2 separate regions of the Oryctolagus cuniculus genome follow, and region 2 is linked to region 1. The links are chromatin contacts, called in public Micro-C maps. All regions are on one chromosome and are shown on one strand. Each heading gives the region's core, a stretch centred on a gene start, on an enhancer-like site or on the middle of the called end of the contact. The rest is flanking DNA. Distances are from core to core; before and after follow the strand shown. Region 1 overlaps GSN (gelsolin). Region 2 holds the start of STOM (stomatin).

Region 1 (7,870 bases), core at 2,822-5,321:
CCATGCGGGTGCAGTGCCCAAGCACTTGGGCCATCCTCCACTGCCTTCCCAGGCCACAGCAGAGAGCTGGACTGGAAGAGGAGCAGCCGGGACAGAATCCGGCACCCCAACCTGGACTAGAACCTGGGGTGCCGGCGCCGCAGGCAGAGGATTAGCCAAGTGAGCCGTGGCACCGGCCCTAAATGTGATTTTTTAAAAAAACAGATTTATTTATTTATTTGAGAGGTAGAGTTAAAGAGAGGGAGAGACAGAGGGAGAGGTCTTCCATCCACTGGTTCACTCCCCAAATGGCCATAATGGCCACAGCTATGCCAATCCAAAGCCAGGAGCCAGGAGCTTATTCCTGGTCTCCCACACAGGTGCAGGGGCCCAAGCACTTGGGCCATCTTCCACTGCTTTCCCAGGCCGTAGCAGAGAGCTGGATTGGAAGTGGAACAGCTAGGATTCGAACTGGCACCTGTATGGGATGCTGGCACTGCAGGTGGAGGCTTTACATACTACACCACAGCACCAGTCCCTCTAAGGGTGATTTTATTACCATTTTAAAAGTGGAACTTGAATCAGATATTTGTAATGTCACAGAACTACGCCATAGAATCGCACAGATCCCAGTTTGGACGTCACGGCTCTGCAGTGCTTCTCCTACTGTAGCAACCGATGTGTGACATGAACTTGGATGAGTCGTAGCCCGTCAGCCTCATTTTCCTCACCTGGAAACTAAGGCGATTGCCTTCCACCTTTTAGGTCTCAGACGATTTGAGACTCTGTTGGAAGCCCCCAGAGGTTCGTTTTTGAAAACTGCACATGGCTGTGTGCACACAAGTTTGCACACGTTGGGGCGGGGGGGACACTGACCCCACCACCCCTCCTATGCAAAGACTTAAAAACCCCTGGATGAGCATTTCTAAGTTCCAAGCTAATTACCTGAAGAGTTTGTAGCTCGCAGGAACTCAGGAGAAGGCAAAGGGAAACACGATTTGCTGAGTGTACGCACTGTGCGAGGCACCTAACATCTTTCATCCCCTTTCACGGTAACCAGGCCCTGGGAAAACTCCTGGATTCTCGGGTTGTTGGTGACAGTCTCTTCCCGTGATGCCGCCCACCGCAGGTCTCAGCTCAGCTCAGGCTGGGACTCGCCTCTAGAGGTCATACTACTAATAGGATGCAGCCCTGGTCAACCCTTCCTAGAGCCCGAAGAGTTTAATGGGAAAGGAAATCGCAACCACTATTAACACTGGAGGGCTTAGGAAGCTCCAGCAACTTAGGAATCATATACAGGCTGGGAATCCTCTCTGGAAGCTTCTGAGGTAAGTCTCCCTCAAAGAGTTGTCCACGCACCGACCACTTACCTCCTCCTGGGAACACGGGACTTGGATCAGCTTCCTCCCCCTTACAGCGCAAACCTCAGAGGAGGGATTCACCCCCAGGGGCTGGGGTGAACCTAGCTGGCCTACAGATAATTCCATCCTCCTGGACCATGGTTCCCTCAGGAATGGTCCTGTGACCCCATGTGGGCTCCTGACACCCGAGGAATGGCTTTCTGTGGGCTTGGGGGCAGTTTCTGAAATGGTCCTTCCTCTTTCTTTCTCTCTCTTTCTTTCTTTCTTTCTTTCTTTCTTTCTTTCTTTCTTTCTTTCTTTCTTTCTTTCTTTCTTTCTTTCTCTCTCTCTCTCTCTCTCTCTCTCTCTCTCTCTCTCTCTCTCTTTTTCTTTCTTTCTTTCTTTTTAAATTTATTTGACAGATAGAGTTAGACAGGAGAGAGATAGAGAGAAAGGTCTTCATTCTGTTGGTTCACCCCCCAGATGGCCGCTACAGCCGGCTCGCTGCGCCGATCCGAAGCCAGGAGCCAGGTGTTTCCTCCTGGTCTCCCATGCGGGTGCAGGGCCCAAGGACCTGGGCCATCCTCCACTGCACTCCCGGGCCACAGTAGAGAGCTGGACTGGAAGAGGAGCAACTGGGACAGAATCTGGCGCCCATATGGGATGCCGGCGCTGAGGGCTGAGGCTTAACCAAGTGAGCCACGGCACTGGTCCCTGAAATGGTCCTTTGGTCCTTGGTCATTGCCGTGCATGAATATGGGAGGCCGGACACCTATAGGTATTTCACTACAGACTGGGAAGGACAGAGCTAGAGAAATCAACAGGAAAGCCAGACCCCCTGGGTGCGGTCCGCCGAGAAGACCCCTGTCTGCACTGCAGCCCAGGCCATCCCCTCTGACCCACAGCTCTGCCATGGGCGAGGCTCTTTGCCTGTGCATTTTTCTTTCTTTCCTGTTTGAACGCTCACAGTGGGCCAGGGATTGTGCTAGGATTTACCTTCTTTAATCCTCATGAGAATTCTCAGTGGCAGACAGCGCACTTATTTCCATTTTGCCTCTAAGGAAACTGGAAAATGCTTAAGATCATGTGGTTAACATGATTTTTTTTTTATTTGACAGATAGAATTAGACAGTGAGAGAGACAGAGAGAAAGGTCTTCCTTCCATTGGTTCATCCCCAAAGTGGCCGCTACAGCCAGAGCTACGCTGATCCGAAGCCAGGAGCCAGGTGCTTCCTCCTGGTTTCCCATGCGGGTGCAGGGCCCAAGCACTTGGGCCATCCTCCACTGCCTTCCCGGGCCACAGCAGAGAGCTGGACTGGAAGAGGAGCAGCCAGGACTAGAACCCGGTGCCCATATGGGATGCCGGCGCTGAGGACGGAGGATTAACCAAGTGAGCCGCGGCACCGGCCCCATGCAGTTAACATGATTAAAAGGTGGAGCTAGGATTTGGACCCAGGTCTGGCTTGAAGCCCCAGCTATTAGCCCCTATATGTTACCACCTCCAGCTAGGTAATATATTAATATTATTATTTTTCAAAATGTATTTTCTCATTTGAAGGCAGAGTTATAGAGAAGGAGAGGCAGAGGCAGAAGTAGAGACAGAGAGAGAGAGAATCTTCCATCTGCTGGTTCACTCCCCAAATGGCTGCACCAGTCAAGGCTGGGCCAGGCCAAAGCCAGGAACTTTTTCCTGGTCTCCCACGTGGGTGGAGGGGCCCAAGGACTTGGGCCATCCTCTGTTGCTCTCCCAGGGCATCCTGGGCATTAGCAGGGATGTAGATTGGAAGTGGAGCAGCTGGGATTTGAACTGGAACCCATATGGGATTTCGACTGAGCTTAAACCCCTATGCCACAGCGCCAGGCCCGGAATATTATTAATACATTATTGTTATGGGTAAGGATGTCCCCAGCTGGATTTATTCCCAGTTCTTGCCTCTACGCAAGGGAAGAATTCAAAGCAGAGACATAGATGAAGAGCAAGAATGGGAGCAGAATGTATTCAAAGGGATGAAAGCGCTAGCACACACGCAGAGGTGAAGGCGGGCAGCCCTGTGAGGTGAGAATGGGCCCCGCCCCACTCAGCCACCCCGCCGGGTGGGCGTGCCACCCTACTGAGTACACAGGGGGCAGAATGTGGGCAGGGGTCAGTGCACGTGAGGATCTCTGGGGCAGATTCGTGGCATCTCCACATGGAATCACGGTGTCTTCCCGGTGGAGGAGGCCAAGGTGCACCATGGGAAAGTGGGTGTGCCGAATTGGCGTGGAAAGGGCGAGTGTTTTGCCATGCTGGGCTAAGGCACGGAGACGGCTGGACACTCTTCGGCTCCTTTATCCTTCAATGACTCCCTGCCGAGCCCCTGTGATCACCATTTTGAGGGTGGGGGATTTGAGGCCCAGATAAATTTTTTTTAAGTGTGTATCTCAAATGCCTTGGCCAAAGAAAATACAAAACCAATGCCCACTGCAACTGAATTGCCGGACGGAACACAGAGACCAAGCCCAGGCCAACCTTTTCCTAAAAGATGACCCTTTGGCACACCCATCCTGTTATTTCACACCAGCTTCTCCATGGCAGGGCATAATGCAACCTAAAACTGCACTTCCTGATTCTCTCTTTCGTCTATAAGAGAAGAACATGAAGTCAGGGATTCCGTTGCCCCAAGCAATTTCTCATCTAGCAGCAGCGAGCTCTCTCTGGAGGCCACAGCCACCTCCCCAGTAAAGAATTCACGGGCAAGTCCACCCGTGATTTCACCTCCACAGATTTCCAGGAAGCAACCTGGCTTTGTCTAGACAGGTCTCCACCTGTCCCTGGTGAAAGCCCTAGCAGCGTCAGGTGGTAAATTCTGCTTTTGTTCCAGGACTTGCCATTTGTCAAGTGTTTGCTTTGATCATGAAAGCAACCCTTTGGGGGTTGCAAGATCAAGTCCAAACCCCCTGGCAGGGCAAGGTCCTTGCCCACTTCCCTGCTTCTGGGTCCAGCGCTCCACCTTCCAGACTCCCTTGGCTGCCTGGCCTGGAGCCCATCATTGTCATGGGCGCTGCCTGCCCCTGTCCCTGCTGCCTGGAACAATGAGACTCCTCCCCCACAAGCCTCACCCAGAAAACCCCTCCTCCACTACCCTCGTCACTTCTGCGAAGAAGCAGTCGCTGAGGGTGGGCCCCTGAGGAGTCATGCTTTTAAAAAGTTCCCTGGGCAATTTCAGTGAACAGTCAGCTTTGGAAACACACACAGGATAAACACACACGGCACGCATGCGCACATGCACGTGTACACACACACACACACACACACACACACACACACAGAGCCTGCCCACCACAGGCTCTTTGTGCTGGTTTTGGTTCTAGATTCACACACATGGGAGTTCTCTCTGCAGAACTAGGACGAGACTGGGTGGGCGAGCAGGCATGGAACAAGGGCAGATTAGGTGGTGAGAAGAGACGAGAAGGACGGAGGGGAGCAACGGGACCCGGCCTCTAGTGAGCTCCTTGCACCACTTTGGTGGCTCTGTGGCAGTTCACAGAAATGTCCAAGAGGGACCCTCCAGCATCCTGAACAGAAGCAGAGGTTCAGTGCCCACGGACCCCAGGGGGGACACAGGAGTGGCCCTCCCCTACCCCAAAGACTGCGAACGTGGAGCATCCCAAGGCAGTCCCTGTGCCGGCGTCCGGGATTTCACACCCAGGGTGGAGGCGGCTGGGGTGCAGACTCACAGACACCTCCCTGGGCACCCCCCGGGCAGGACACAGGCTGCCTGTCACTCCCAGGTGGGTAGGGGCTAGCAAGCGAGTGAGGAAACAGTCAAACCACCCGAGGCTAACACACTTCAAAAAGCTTTTATTGTATTTAATATCCAAAGCACAGATACGTAAGACAATTTTGCAAGGACCCTGAATTTTTGCAGGGCTGATTTTGGCTATGGTAAAAAAAAAAGAGAGAGAGAGAAACACACACACACACCCCCAGAGGTGCCCTGCTCACCCTAAGGTCTCTTTGAGAGATGGACAGTTCCAGAAGGCACTGACGGGTGACATGGGTGGGCCCTGCCCTGCCCTTCCTCAGGCAGCCAGCTCAGCCAGGGCCCTGTCCAAGGGGTCCACAGACCAGTAGTTGTCGTCCCAGCCCAGGAACCAGCCCACGAAGGAGGGGGGCTCAAAGCCTTGCTTCACCACGGTGATGGGAGTCCGCCGGTCCCGGTTCGCAGGGTCCGTCTCAATGTAGCGCTTAGCTGTGGGCATGCGTGGGAAAGAGAAGCCCCGGGGATTCTCAGAGCCTCTCCCTCACCCCGCAGCTCAAAGAGAACTGCCTGGGTCCTACTGTCCCTGCTGCCCCAGCCCTGCCCTGGGCACCAGCGCCCCCTGGAGGCAGTGACGCCCCGTGGGTGCTCCGCCACCCTGCCCATGGACAGCACAGGCCAGGGACCACAGTTAGCGCCCTGCTTCACGACGCTCTCACCCCTCTTTGGAGGGGTTCCCAGCACCCCCACTCAACTCTAGGCAGCCACAGGGATCTGCTTTTCAACCCTGACCCTGACAAGCGCAGCCCTGGGGCAGCTGGGCACTGTGCACGGCTTCTTTCCCGGTCCTTCCTTCCCCTGGGATAACCTGGCTTCCTGAGGGAACCAGGCTGTCTCCCTGCCCTAGGCAGGCATACGAGGGGCTGACCATGGATGAGGAAGTCCTCGCCCAGTGATGCGGCCTCCCAGGCTGCACCGCGTGCTGCACCTTGGGCCTCACCTGAGGTCAAGGCTTCCGTCTTCTCATCCTCTTGAGAATCCTTTCCAACCCAGACAAAGACCTGGAGGTGTGGGAAATGAAACATCAGTGAGGGGCGCAGAGCAAATTCGCCACTGGAGGCAGAACGGGGAGCAGGTGGCGGCCCAGGCAGAGCTGACAGCAGAACCGCAGGGCCATCGGCGAGGCTGGAGGGGGGGAGGGACAGGGCCCGCACACCCGTCCCTGCCACCCTGCCACCCTGCGCTGGCCTGCTCTGTCCTTTTCCACTGCTGACATGGAAAACCTCCACGTTGATGGCTTCTCTTGAAAACCTGTTGGGTCCAGCAGCCCTGGGCAGTCCTGCTCACGTGGGTGAAGCCGAGCGGCGGCCGGCGGCTGCCCCTCTATGTGGGCAGTGCCAGTGTGCCTCAGGCCCCACCCTGCCTCAGGTCTCCCCATCCCAGCCTGCGTCACCCATGACCAGCACCAACCAGGCGCCATCAGGCACTGAGCTGGAAATCCCTAGCAGTTCATGAATTAACCCTTCCAAGGTGTTTATTTGTTCAACAAATGAGCGGTCAAAATGGATTCTCATTCATTCATCCAACAAACATAAACCCAGGGTCCACCTGTGCCAGTCCTTGTGTGTCTCGGCCAACATGGGTCCTAAGGCTTGGGATTAAAAACAACTCAGCCCCACGACCATGACTTTGGGTCTTAGTATACAAGTTCTGCGGCATCTAACAGAGCACCTGTCACTGAGAGACCAGTCCCCACCAGGCTCCGAGGCTCTCACTTGCTTACAAATGAGTTCCCTCCGGAACAGGAAGCCCCCCGTGGCAAGGGGTTGAGTCTATTTTGCTCATCACAGAATTCCCAGCACTCAGCACTCTGCCTGTGAGTAGCGGTGCCAAATACATGCTGGCCGAGTGAATGAGCAAACACGTGAACTAACGCATTAAGTGACCAGTGGGACAGCGCTGCTATGGGCGTCACCACTGCTATTTTACAGGGGAGGAAAGGGAGGCTCGAAAGGGCAGGGCCTGCAGCAGCTCGGGGACTGTCCCAGCAGCACCTGCTGCACCTGCCCCAGCGGGCTGGGGGTCTAGCCTCTCCCCTCGCCCTCGCTCACCTGGTCCCAGGTGTCCAGGAGCATGACGTCATCAGTAGCCAGGTCTTCCTGCATGAGCTCGCCGGGAACCTCTTCGATCTGGAAAAGAACAGAAGTGAGCAGAAGGGATTGGTGAGACATCCTCCCTTCCCGGGGTGGGCGTCCCGCGTGTGACCCCGAACCCCGGAGCGAGCGGCACGGCGCGATCGGCCAGCAGGGGGCTCCAGTGCCTCCTCCCGGCCCCATGCTGCCCACCCGCCTAATGCCTCCCGAGGTGTCCACGCAGGGGCTCACCACAAAGCGGCCGATCTTGTTGGAGCAGGCAAAGAGGCGAGGAGGGTGGGCATCCATCTTCTTGTCCTTCAGCCGTGGGGACGTGCGGTAGGCGGCCTTCCCGCCCAGGGCCTCCCAGAAGCCATCTGTAAGGGGAGGCCACAGCAGCTGCCTAGGGATGCCGGCTGCCCCACCCCTCGCACCAGCCCGGCCAGCTGCTCCCCGGCCGCACCTCCTTCTTAAAGCCCCAGGGCCAACAGAGAAGGGGCCCAGGGGAACTTGGAGGGCTGACTCGGCAGCAGACACACACCCAGGACAACTTCTGGCTTGAGGCTGACAACAAGCACCACAAGATGGGGGTGATTATCCCCACTCAACACTGAGGCAGCTGAGGCTCAGAGAGGTTCAGCAGCTCACCCAAGGCCACACAGCTAGTCAGTAGTAAAAC
Region 2 (7,870 bases), core at 2,355-4,854, 41 kb before region 1:
ACCGCAAGGTGGAGGATTAGCCTAGTGAGCCGCGGTGCCGGCCTCTCAGCATCTTACCAGGTGCTACGAAGTACTTGGTCTGCTGCCACTCCTCTGGTTATACTCTTGTGATGATTCAAATCCTAGAGTAATTTCCTGAGGAAAAGATAAAAAAGATAAAAACTTTACTGTAAAGTAATAGATGTAAATTAATCCATATGGAGAAACAGGTCAAATCTGTTAGCTCCATCCTGGGGAAAATGCCACAAACAGATGCAACTGTCAATACTGCTGTTCCCACAAGGTATTTCATTAGCTGACTTCACTAAAGGCATCGGGAAGAGCCTGGATTAGCAAATTTAAAGGAAAAAAATAAAGACTTTCCTGTTGTTCTTATCAAAGCTTTTTTATGGGTATGGGAGAAAGACTAACTAAATTTCCCTCTAACTTATTCAATAATGGATTCATGGTGCATGTCTGTCTTTAACCAGATCTCCATGTCTTAATGTCATCATGACCATCGATCAATACATAATTTGGAACCCTGAATATGCTAGGCAAATAAGAACAAAATAAGACATAAATATGAAGTTACTTCAAATAGCCCATGGAAAAAGAAATTTGAAAGAGTCAGTGCAATAATTTTTTGAAATACATGTAATGGTTTTTCCTAATACCCATTTCATAATACATGTACACACTTTCTGAGGTATCTTTGTACAGAATATGTATTCAGGTTTTAACTAAACATATCTTTTAAATAAATAATAGCTAGAAGAAATTTTCATCAAAAGTTTAATAGCATTTTTGATAGAAGTTAAAAGATTCTAAGTAATTTGACTCTTAATTTCATATAATAAATCTCTATTTTATTTGAGAGGCAATGAGAGAAAAACAGAGAAAGCAAGCTCCCATTTGCTGGTTTACTCTCCAAACGCCCGGAACAGCCAGAGTTGCGCCTGAGCAGAAAGCAGGAGTCAGAAATTGTAATCCAGGGGCTGGCATCGCGGTATAGCGGGTAAAGCCACCCATCCCATATGGGTGCTGGTTCACGTCCTGGCTGCTCCATTTCCAATTCAGCTTCCTGCTACCGGCCTGGGAAAAGCAGCAAAAATGGCCCAAATGCTTGGGCCCCTATTACCCTTGTGGGAGACCTAGAAGAAGCTCCTGGCCCCTGGCTTTGGCCTGGCTCAGCGCTGGCAGTTGCGGCCATCTAGGGAGTGAATCAGCAGATGGAAAATCTCTCTCTCTGTGTCCCTCTCTCTATTTTTGACTTTCAAATAAATAAATTAATAAATCTTGTTTTTTAAAAAAAGAAATTATAATCCAGGCCTCCCACTGGGATGGCAGGAATCCAATTACTTGAGCCATAACCTGCTGTCTCTCGGGGTCTGAATTAGTAGGAAGCTGGAGTCAGGAGCCAGTGCCAGGAATCAAACTCAGGTATTCCAATGTGGGATGTGGTCATCTAAATTGCTGGGCTAAATGCCTGTTCCCAAATCTCCATCCTCAAAATATAAAGTTCTAAATAAACAAACAAAACTCCAACATCCTAGCTTCTAGTCATTCCTAGAAGAAAAGTTAGAATTAAAAATCTCCCCAACAGAAAGGACGACATATAATCGATGTGTTTATACAGAACATTCATGAGAAAGTCAGAATATACTAGTTTCATGGGCAAGTGAAAGCATATTTTAATCAAGATCGGAAACTCTTATCTACTCTGAAGGCATTCAAAAGTCAAGTCAAAACCTGTTCTTGGGTTGGAGCCTGGAATTAGCTCTAGAACTGATGCAATCTGAAACCAAAGCCAACAAGTGTTTACTGAAGTCTTGGTCCCACAGGGAGTGGCTTCTTTTCTAATTCTCCAGAAGTGACGCTGTTGGGATTGCCTTGAGACCAGAGCTAAGGAAGCAGGGGAGAACACGCACATTAAATTCATTTTGAAATATTTTCCTTTCCAGCCAAAATGAAAACTACATACTTCCTCACACTAAGCAATCTGTAGTCAAGGCTGTCTCGACCAAAGGGTTTAATTCATTTTGGGGCATTTGCTCCTCTTTTCTGGGAGTCACAGCACAAACAGGAAGTTCCTGCCTCTGGGGTTTATTTGCTGCAGAATGGAAAATATGAAGCTGTGGACTTTCTCAAGGATGATTGTGAGAGAGGAGGGATCATTAAATTACTGTAGCCCTCTTCTTATCTTCTCCAGAAGGCTAATCAACACAGCAACTGCACAAGCCATGCACCTTTCCAGGAACAGGAGCAGTCATTTGCGCTAATTTGACCGGAAGTCAATTTACAAGCTCTGAATCAGGCTTTTATGCCCACACTGGAGGCTTCGCCTGAAGCAACAATCATCCTCGCGCAGCCCTATAAAATCCCAAAGTCTACCCTTCCATATTATCTAAGCACCACAAACTACTGCACGGTACACAGCCAAACACTGAGCACATTAGAAAAAAGATAACATTGCCTCTCAGGAGGGAGAGATTTATGGAGACGGAACAGCTCTGCATCTTAACTGCCCTGGTCACAGGTGATACAATAACACGGACTACCCACATTACGTCTACACTATGTGCATGTGTGCGTGTGACGTAGACATACACATCACGCATGGTCCATTTCCTGGTTTGGGTGCTGCAGCTGAGTGGGACGTGACTATGGGGACACTGGGTGGACAGGGGACCTGTGACTTCTCTGCACGTTCTACCCAACTGCCTGTGACTCTGTACTGATTTGAAGATGTTTTTGAAAGCACACCTTCTGTTACAAGAACACACTTTGCACATTTTGCCTGAGGACCAATCACAGAGCCTAAAACACAGTGCGGTTTTCAACAGCGAGGCTTTCCACCACCACCTACGAGAAAGCCCGAGCCTGGAACTACCGCCTCTGCCGCTCCTTATCCCTGCACCTGGGCGACCCTTCCCATCCTCCTGCAACCGCCCGTCCCCCTTCCCAAGGCGGGCTCCTTCTCATCTTCCTGGCGACATCTCAAGGCCACTCTTCCCTTGTCCCCTGAGCTAACGCCTCACTCTGCGCTGTGATCTGCTTGCTTGTTGGTCGCCCGTCCCCCCAGCTGGAGGGCCAGGGGAACTCCTCGAGGGGCACCACGCTGGACCCTCGCGCCGCGGGTCGAGACATGCAACTCCTCGCCTCGGCTCCGGGCGACGGTCCCCTGGCCTGCCTCCCCTCACCCCACAGCCCCTCTGCTCAGACTGGCCTCCGCGCCCGCACCTGGGCCACGCAGGTGTCCCCAACCTTCTCGCCTCGATTCAGACCTCGCCCCGTCAAGAGAGGGCGCCATTTTCTTCCCTCTAGCTCCTCAGGCCAAACGAGGCGCCCAGTTCTAATACTTGTACCCTGCGGGTCGCCTTGTCCTATTCACACCTTTTCCTCAGGCCGTCTCTTGACCGCCCCCAGTGTATCCTCAGCCAACGCCCCTCGGCCCGGAACCCCACCGCAGTGGGGGCCTCGTCCCTCCGGCTACGCCCCTCAGCCTGCAGGGAAACGGCCGCCCAGAGGCCCCGGGGAGGAGCGCGCGCGCAAGAGGGCGTGGCGGAGGCTGTGGGGGGGGGCGTGTCCTTTCTATTTTGAGAGCCGATTGGTCAGGACTCAGGGAGGGGCGTGACCGCGAGGAGGGGCGGGGTTGCAGCCTAGGTCTCAGTCTCCTGGGCTCTTCAGGGCATTCTCTGGCTTCTTAGGTGGGGGGACGCGACGTGAGAGCCCGACTCCTGCTCAGGCAGCATGGCAGAGAAGCGGCACGGCACGGACAACCAAGCGCACCGGCTCCCCGACTCCTTTAAGGGTGAGCCCCGCGCCCCTGGCGACGCTCGAGGAGTCCCTGCCGGCCCCCGACCCTCCCCCTGGGTGCGGATCCCCTCGGGCTGTGCAGCCTGACACGCGGGTTCTAGCCAGGTTTCCGTTGCTTAGGCAGTGCGCGCTCCTCTCCTCGCTCGTCCAGTGAGAATAACGAGCCCTGTTTCGCAGGCTGGGGTCACGATTTCAGGGTGGTGGGATGCAAAGAGCACAGCCCGTGCCGGGCACATTGTGGGCGCGCCAGGGACAAAGGGGCGTTCCCAGTACTCGGAACCGTGGCCAGGGCTCACGTTATCCCGCGGTCGCCAGCTGCCCGGCTCGGTGCCAGCCCTTCGTTATCTCGTGTCATCCAGGCGGCCCGGGAAACGCAAGAGTTAACTGGCAGCCGGCGAGTGGGGGGCCGGGAGCGGGGTGTCTTCCACCTCACCCACTCTCCTTTCTTTCTCGCCCCACCCGATGGAGGCCCTGCGCAGCCTTCGCCCACCCTCTTGCACCCCTGGCCCCAGCATCGGGACCCCGAGCAATTTCCTGGGAAGGTGCAGGACCCCCTACCTCCCGAAGCACTGAGGGCAGTTCTGGGAGAAGAGTCTGGCTTTAGCACGCCCCCTCCCCATCTGGCCAGCCCCTCCTGTGCCCCTAGCACTTCAGTGCCTGTGTCTTAGGGACCTCTCCTTGCCGGCTTTTTGTTCCCTACCGGCAGCTCTAAATTCCCCTACCCTCTCCGCCCCCCACCCCCCAGTGGCTCAGTCCTCTTGTTTCCCTGTGAAGAAACAGGTGCGGGACGCCTTGCGCCTTTGTTGGCTAACTCCTTGGGGGCGCGGGGATGTCCAACAATGAAGAGAGGGAGTATCCTCTGGAGAGCTCTCAGTGAGCCAAAGGAATTCTCTCTAAAGATGGGATTTCGGACAGGATGACATGAAGAAAGAAATGTGGGGAGCTGGGTGCGCTTCTCCAGAACCCCCCAAAAGGCGCCACTTTGGAGGTATCTGCTGCAGAGCCAGCCTTGTCCACCGCTCTGATGTTAAGTCCTGTTCTGCTTGCCCAGGGATCCCTGTCTTTATTTAGTTCCTTTCCAGGAGCACCAGAAGAATTGCAGAAATCTTTGTCCCCCACTTTTCTCTCCTAAGCACTGTGGAGCATTATCTTCCCAAATTTGAAGTTAATTAACAACAAGGAATTGATGATAACCAAAGCAAAACCGTATTTTGGGGGCCGGTGTTGTGGTGTAGCCGGTGAAGCTGTGGAGGGTAGTACCAGAATCCCATGTGGGCGCTGGTTCAAGTCCCGGTTCTCCACTTCTGATCCAGCTCTCTGCTGTGGCCTGGGAAGGCAGTGGAGGATGGCCCAAGTGCACCCATATGGGAGACCCGGGAGGAAGCTCCTGGTTCCTGGCTTCAGATCTTCCCAGTTCTGGCTGTTGCGGCCACCTGGGGAGTGAGCCAGCCGATGGAAGACCTCTTTCTCTCTCTCTGCCTCTCTGTAACTCTGCCCCTCAAATAAATAATCTTTTTTTAAAGATTTTATTTATTTATTTGAGAGGTGAAGTTACAGACAGTGAGAAGGAGAGACAGAGAGAAAGTTCTTCCATCTGTTGGTTCACTCCCCAATTGATCGCAACAGCTGGAGCTACACCGATCTGAAGCCAGGAGCTTCTTCCTAGTCTCCCATGTGGGTGCAGGGGCCCAGGCACTTGGGCCATCTTCTACTGCTTTCCCAGGCCATAGCAGAGAGCTGGACTGGAAGAGGAGCAACCGGGACTAGAACCCGGCTCCCATATGGGATGCTGGCACCGCAGGCGGAAGATTAACCTACTGCACCACAGTGACAGCCCCTCAAATAAATAATCTTTAAAAGCATTTTTTTGAACAGTCACACAGATTATCAGTAATGTAGTACTATTTTTTTTTTTTTGACAGGCAGAGTGGACAGTGAGAGAGAGAGACAGAGAGAAAGGTCTTCCTTTTTTTGCCGTTGGTTCACCCCCCAATGGCCACCGTGCTGATCTGAAGGCAGGAGCCAGGTGCTTCTCCTGGTCTCCGATGGGGTGCAGGGCCCAAGGACCTGGGCCATCCTCCACTGCACTCCCTGGCCACAGCAGAGAGCTGGCCTGGAAGAGGGGCAACTGGGACAGAATCCGGCGCCCCGACCAGGACTAGAACCTGGTGTGCCGGTGCCGCAAGGTAGAGGATTAGCCTAGTGAGCCGCGGCGCCGGCCATGTAATGTAGTCCTATTATATTTTATTTTTATTTATATGAAAGGCAGAGAGAGAGGTGGACAAAGAGATGTCCCATTTGCTGGTTCACTCCCTCAAGTGCCTGCAACAGCCAGACCTGGGCCAGGCTGAGGCTGGGAGCCAGGAACTCAATCTGAGTCTCCCATGTGGGTGGCAGGGACCCAACTACTTGAGTCATCACCTGCTGTCTCCCAAGAAGCTGACATCAGGAGCAGAGCCAGAGCTCCGCCAGGTACTCTGATATGGGATGCAGATGTCCCACGCTGCAGTTTAACTGCTCTGCCAAAGGCGTGTGTCCCCTACCCCGTGGGTGACCTTTTTTATTTGATCAGTAATTTTTATAATCTTGTCCTCGTTATCTATTTGTATACAACAGTTACTTAGATTAAAATTTTGAAACAAATATAAAGAGGCAAAAAGAGAAAGGATCAGTCCATTAATTTTTTTCCCAAAGAAACCTTTTATTTAATAAATACAAATTTCACAACTACAACTTTAGGAATATAGTGATTCTTCCCACCTTACCCACCCTGCTGCCCCCACTCCTACCCCACCTCCTCCTCTCTCTCCCATTCCCTATCCCATTCTCCATTAAGATTCATTTTCAATTAACTTTATACACAGAAGACCAACTCTATATTAAGTAAGGATTTCAACAATTTATGCACATGCACACACACACACACACAAAACTATTTGAGAACAAGTTTTACAGTTAGTTCTCAGAGGACAGAGGTCCTGCACGGGTTGTTAGTGCACAGTGACTCCTGTTGTAATTTAACAATTACCACTCATGTATGACGTCAATGACCATCCGAGACTCTTGACATGAGCTGCCATGGCTATGGAAGCCTTTTGAATCCACAGTCTTCCACAGTCCATTTATTTTATCAGGCGGCCAATTCCTCAGGCTTCAGCCGTGTGCAAATCAGTCAGCTTCTGGAGTGACTGAATCCTTCTGTCGCTGGCGTCCCTGGTGCTCTCTTTAGGGCTGGCTTGCTTGTTTCAGGCTCTCAGCTTGTACAGTGTTGCTGGATTTGCACTGCACTCCTGTTTCAGGCCACCGGCTTCTCGTCGGCCTCGAATCATTATTGGAGTACCTAGGAAATGTGTTATCCAATCCAGAAGAAGTTTTCTCATTGAGAGAGGCATGTAGGCCTGGCCAGGTATTCGTGAGGCCCAGACCTATGGACCTCTTTACATGGGTTACCAGAAGGGACATTATAAGGAAGATGTGACTCTTTTTAGGGAAAACACCCTGTTGATTCCATTACCTAGCTGGCCTGGGGGGAGAACTGGCTTGCACAGGAGGTTAGTGTAGAACAGGTGGCATATCTAAAAGGAAGATGGCAGTCCTGCCTGTACTGACCCTAGGCCTTTCCCTCAACAGCGGTGGTTATCTTGGAAGCTGGACGGAGTAAGGGCTTTTTTAGCTTGGAGCCAGCAGGGTTGGTGGTTCTAACCTGGGAGCCCTTCTGCCCCGGGGCAGTTCCACCCACCCAGCTCTTGACAGAATTTTGTGGAGGCTGGCTTTTATCAGGGACTCTTTGCCCTGTCTCTTGGCTTTCCATATAGAAAGCTGATGCCATTTGGGGTGGACTGGGAGTCGTCTTTTAAATATGGATTTACTGATTCTAAAAGTTGAATGGAAAAAATTGCACAACACTGCCTATTTGATAGTTGTGTTTTCCTGGATTCCCTATCCTGACCCCCTGGTTAGAGGAATTCTTTGGGAATAAAGTGTCTTCGTACTTCATGTTCATTTAGTTGTTTTTTTTGTGATCATAGGCCCATTTTTACTTCTAAGTTCTTTCTCTTGGCTGTATTCTTTT

The links. A called contact is a pair of places that touch in the nucleus more often than the background predicts.
Region 2: a contact with region 1 is called in a Micro-C map of ear pinna, with 3 times the contacts expected there. The contact joins the promoter of STOM here to the enhancer-like site in region 1. A contact is called at or near these places in 5 of 6 Hi-C or Micro-C datasets (ear pinna, liver, psoas muscle and 2 more).

Annotation. Positions count from the first base shown.
Region 1 is chr1:225,317,547-225,325,416 of mOryCun1.1, reverse strand. It overlaps GSN (gelsolin), which reads right to left. Exons shown (of 17, transcript XM_008273374.4): 14 at 7,444-7,568; 15 at 7,171-7,248; 16 at 6,060-6,120; 17 at 5,141-5,551. The coding sequence ends at 5,382. Among named protein-coding and RNA genes, the nearest start is that of STOM, 41 kb to the left of the region's middle. Within about 2 kb of position 4,071, at least 2 of the 8 cell types and tissues checked have an H3K27ac peak or open chromatin away from gene starts, as enhancers often do. A contact at or near this core is called in ear pinna, where this site is marked.
Region 2 is chr1:225,357,813-225,365,682 of mOryCun1.1, reverse strand. STOM (stomatin) reads left to right here and starts at 3,604. Exons shown (of 7, transcript XM_002720468.5): 1 at 3,604-3,793. The coding sequence starts at 3,733. LOC127493200 (a long non-coding RNA gene) reads right to left here and starts at 3,635. Exons shown (of 4, transcript XR_011381827.1): 1 at 3,376-3,635; 2 at 58-135.